Linked DNA regions of Gossypium arboreum: region 1 is linked to region 2. Evidence: chromatin contacts called from public Hi-C data. All regions are on one chromosome and are shown on one strand. Each heading gives the region's core, a stretch centred on a gene start, on an enhancer-like site or on the middle of the called end of the contact. The rest is flanking DNA. Distances are from core to core; before and after follow the strand shown.

Evidence for each region. A called contact is a pair of places that touch in the nucleus more often than the background predicts.
Region 1: a Hi-C map of leaf shows a contact between it and region 2, with 3 times the contacts expected there. The contact joins the promoter of LOC108486236 here to the promoter of LOC108484046 in region 2. A contact is called at or near these places in 2 of 5 Hi-C or Micro-C datasets (both in leaf).

What each region holds. Positions count from the first base shown.
Region 1 is chr6:13,315,202-13,317,913 of ASM2569848v2, reverse strand. LOC108486236 (lactoylglutathione lyase GLX1-like) reads right to left here and starts at 1,281. Exons shown (of 9, transcript XM_017790174.2): 1 at 1,132-1,281; 2 at 807-941; 3 at 591-715; 4 at 284-348; 5 at 1-195. The coding sequence starts at 922.
Region 2 is chr6:13,161,455-13,164,154 of ASM2569848v2, reverse strand. LOC108484046 (dihydrolipoyllysine-residue succinyltransferase component of 2-oxoglutarate dehydrogenase complex 2, mitochondrial-like) reads right to left here and starts at 1,295. Exons shown (of 15, transcript XM_017787663.2): 1 at 946-1,295; 2 at 783-845; 3 at 592-654; 4 at 399-465; 5 at 271-298. The coding sequence starts at 821.

The DNA.
Region 1 (2,712 bases), core at 32-2,531, 150 kb before region 2:
AGAGCGGTCTAAATCCCCAACACGAAGCATTACTTGACAGAGTGGCTCAGGAGTAGAAGCTCTTTGGATGAGCTCAAAAATATAACCATCAGGATCCTTCACGAAAGCAATAACAGAGGATCCACCTTTAACTGGACCAGGCTCTCTTGTAATATTGCCACCCTTTGCACGGATGTCCTCAACCATTTTGTAGACCTAAAATACAAAAATGGATATATATATATATATATATCAGCATTCTCAATGAATCTTTTGTTTGAGTATCCAAATGTTTGAAACTTACATCAGGTGTTGCAATTGCAAAATGCCCAAAACCAGTTCCAATATCATACGATGATACTCCATAATCTGTAGAGAAGAATAAAAGCTTTTAACTCAGAGATCAAAGAAGTTTACACTTTAGATTAACAGTAGCGAAGTATGCCACAATAGATGTAGCAGATATCTATAACATATATTGAATAAAAGGAATCGATATTTTAACTGTTTGACAAAAAGAAAAATTTGCCAGCTCCAAGCATTACAGATATAACAAAAGCCATTTGCAGTTAATATTTCGCTATAAAAATACAAGGAAAACATAAACGTACTGTAAGTTAACTCAACAACGAAATGAGACTCCTCTGGGCCAAACCCAAGAAAGGCATTGGAGTATTTCTCTTCAGGAATATCTCTTTTCCTCAACAATTTCATCCCAAAACACTCAGTGTAGAACCTAGATACAAATTTGTAGCATTAAAACTTAAAAAAGAAAGTGAAAATTTAAGAACATCAATAGTACTAGAAATAAAAAAAGCAAATGTTACTTGATGGTACGATCAAGATCGCCAACACGGTACACGGCGTGAAGGAACCGACGCTTATCTTTCTTCGGCCATTCCAACAACTCAGTGCTGGGAACTGCAGCTAAACCCTCAGCCATCTTTCAACAAATCCGATTGCTGTGTAATCATTCGCAAAGTCAACCAAATGAATAGAAATTACATAATAAAAATATCATTTTCATTTCATTTTTCAATTTTAAAGTAAAGATCAAAGCTAAAACTTATTACAAATATAGATCAAAACCAAAAAAAAAAACTAAACCCTAACCAAAATTAAAGAAACCCTAATTTGGATCGAAGAACTTACCAGCAATTACTAGAGAAAAATAGAGTGAGAGTGGGAGTGAGTGGGAGTGAAGCGCCCTGTATAACGCAGTGTCAACATTGGGACAAATTTATAAACTTTTTAATTTTTATTTCACTAATGTAACAAGACAGTTACAAAGTGGTGATATAACCGACAAACACGTCTCTTAAGTAGTTTCAGCCAACCAATCAGATATGTGCTTTTCTTCTTGTTAAAAACGCCAACTGTTGTTGTAGACAATTTTGGGAGTTAATACGGAAGTCTAAATCACTAACGGATATTAATATGGAAACGTGGCGATATCCAAATCATTACCACCTATTGAATAAAAAAAATTAGTATTCTCAATTTTTTTAGTATTGAGCAGCTTCAGAATTTTTTGCTAATATTTAATTTTTAATGAGTTTTCATAAGAGTGAAAATTAATTATTGGGTTCATTCTAATATATACATTAAAAAATAAAAAATTCATTTTTTAAATCATCAATTACTTTGATAAAATAAAAATAATTGCTTGTTCTTTTAATATAATATCTTATTACAAATTGATGGATTGCAAAATAAACTAAAGAGAGACGAAAGCAAATCACGAAGATTATTATATTAAAAATTAGATTTGATTTTGTCTAGTTTACTTAAAAATTAAAAATTAATCATTATTTATTAAATTAAAAAGTAAATTGATCTTTTAATAATAATTTTAAGTAAATTGATCTTTTTAATAATAATTTTTCTTGTTAAAACTAATGTCAATAATGGTAATAGAATGATCATAAAAATAAGAACATACAGATTTTATGTGGAAACTCTATCGGGAAAAAATCACAGCCAAATGAGAAGAAATTCACTAATTTTAAAAGAGAATGATACAACAAGAGTTTTGACTACGTCTATTTAAAGGTTAAAAAACATATACAACAAGAGTTTCGACTACGTCTATTTAAAGGTTAAAAAATCATATTCTAATCAATGTCAAATAGAAGAAGTGTAGTTCTATACGAATTCTATACGAATTCTACTTTTGCATCATGGTCCATACACAGATCCCCTTATTTTGCTACTACATTTTATTTCTTTAACAAGTGTTGAATTCGAATGATACAAGGTGAGTTTCGACTACATCTATTTAGAGGTTGAAAAAAACCTAATTCTAATCAATGTCAAATATATTATGCTAATAAATGCTAAATATATTATGCTAATAAATACTAGATCTTCTAGAAAGAAAATATATTTTATTTAACTTGACTTGCAAGTAATCTCTTAGAATTTGGGTTGTACAACTCTAACAATCTCCATATTGACATGAATTCTCAACGAACAATTTCTTCACCACAAACTCTCAATGAACAAGTTCTCCACATCTTTCACAAAACCCTTTAAAGGTATTCTTCAACAATGAACACTAACCAAGTCCAAGCAATCTCAAACTTGGTTATAGGAAGTGACTTAGTCATCATATTTGTAGGATTATCATGAGTACTAACTTTGCTCACAACAATATCACCACGAGCAATAATATTACGCAAAAAAGATACCGAACATCAATGTGCTTTATTCTCTCATGAAACATTTGATCTT
Region 2 (2,700 bases), core at 46-2,545:
TGTAAATTACAGAAAATTTTGGAGGAAAAATATGGTAAGACTTGAAAGAAAAGGACAAAATTTGATATGGTAGGAGATAATCAGGGTTTATGTTACTTCATCCATGCGTGTGTTTACTTCTAATATTTCATAGGGAAACTTCTTTCCAGTCAGTTTAAAATCTATGGAGAGGAAGCAAACTTCAACTTAAACTATCATAAACAAAAATGGAAATTGTTTCAACATACAAAACCGAGTGACAAATAGAGAAAGAAGCTATGACAAACAAACCTTAGAGGCCTTGAGCCAACTGGAAACCCTGTAAACACATGAACCCATATAAATGAAAGGAGCATGGATGCATTTTCGGTTTTTCCTTTTACAAGGAAAAGGATGGATGTTGTTTAATTTCCAATTACCTAGAGAACCCACAATCCCTGCAACTTGTGATGTCCCTTTTCTAGAAACTAAAGTCTTTGCATAGGCCTATAAAAGCATAAACAAATACTAAATAAAGAAGAAGCCATAAATAGAAATGATTCGATAGCAGATTCAAGCATGGTAATGTGAAACAAATCATACAAATCAACAATGTTTGAATTGAAGCTTGACCTCATTTGAGGAAGAACTGTAACAACGTGAAGGTCGAGCATTTCGAAATGATTGGCCTAAAACCTGAAACCACCATTAAAACACACACAAAATTTTAATAAAAATATAAGTACCGAATAGATATAAAAATAGAAAATCTCAGAGAATATTAGTAGTTGAATAAAGAGAGAAAGAAAGTAATTAAAACTAACTGAAGAAGAAGAAACTCTTCGCCTTGAAACAGCCCACATAGCTTCCTTCTTTTATTATAACCCCTAAACAACAAAAAACAAAATCACAAATAGCAATCAAATGGTGGATTTACTGTGTACAAAAAAGAACAATAAAAAGGGAAAGTGACCCAAAGTATAAAACCTGTGTTTAAGAATGTAGGAGAAAGGAAAAGGGTTTGGGTCAAAGCTTCTCGAAAAGTAAAGACTGAAGAGAGGGACGATACCCAGACCGAAAGAGAGCGGTACCGGTTTAAGAAGTATCATTTTAAGGCCACTTTATTCCATTGTTAATCCAACTGATATTTCCATTTTTAACTTGAGATTTTGTTAACTTTCCCCCATGGATCAATGATTAATAAGTTGTTTTCCTTTTTTGATAAAGCACTCCAAATGGCTGTCTTTTTCTTTTTTCTGTGCAATAAAAAATGGCCATCACTGGAGGTTGGAAATTCATTTCTTTAATGGAAAGACAATAATGATGAATCATTGGTCCTGAAACGAGTTAGATATTCAGATATAATACTACAAGTAGAACATGAACATGGGACTGGGAGACCATATTACATTGTCTTCCCACATATATCTAAATAAGAATTGTACATACTCAATCAATCCCGGTTAATATCATAACCAAATGGGTAAAAGTTATTATTCTTTACTGGAAAAATAATAATTAACTCTGAGCAAGTAAAACAATTCATATAAATCGGTAAAAGTTATTATTCTTTACTGAAAAATAATAATTAACTCTGAGTAAGTACAACAATTTCATCCTTAAAATTTGGTGTCTAAACAATTTTAATCTTTAAACTTTAGGCATTTATTCAAATTGATTTTTACTCTTTTATACCCTTTTATTATGTCAATATTGTTATTTTTAAAACAAAATTTTAGAACTTTTTATGATTTTTAATATTTAATTTTAAAAAGGCCAAATTGATTTGTCAAAATTTGTTACTAAGGTCTTTTTATCCTTTAACCTTATTAATTTCAAATTTTACTAATTTACTTCCAATAAAATAGTAGGGTCAAATTGAATAAATGTATAAAGGTTTAGAGCTAAATTTATTATTATACATTATATATACACACCAAATTTTAACGAAAGGACTATTTTACTCATCCATCTAACATATGGGACTAATTTGCTTTTTTTTTAGTAAATGGGCTAAAATGCAATCCATGATATAGTACAAAATGTTTTGTGGTACTTTTACCCATATAAATTACACACACATATAAATATGTATTATATATTAGGGTAAACTACTTAGTTGTTCACCCAACCTTTTTCATTTTGGTCACTCAAATAAATCCTTTAAATTTTGTCATACTGTTAGAGAAATTTTACATTTTAGTCACTCGACCAAGAACTCCATAACAACTTATGAGTTAATACACCACATCATCATTTTTTCTACTATTGCTTATCCCTGTCACTGTTCATCTTCTTCTTCCTTAATTGTCATACCTCGAAACATTAAATTAAGGTTGGAATAGTAAATTTTAGGGATTTATTTGAAAAGTTTATAAATTGAGAGGGTTCTTGTAGAAATAAGAAGAAATGACAGACTGGTTGTGAAAAGGTTGTATTTCAACCTTGGTTTCGTTAAGTTTAAACTAGGGATATTTTTAGTGGGAGACATGATGATTATAGACATGTACACTTGGCTGTTGAGTTTAGGATCGGTGAAGGAAATGCGTGAGTAGTATATAAGGGAAAGATGTTATTTTCCGGGGGGTTCCTTCATTTTTCTGTTCTTCTTCATCTTCTTCATTGGTTTGTTTGATTAAGATGAGTTTATCTTTTTATACACACATCTGATCACTTACTAGATGCATCTATCAATACCATAAAATATCTGAATGGTCCACATGGTGGATGAATGGGCCTACA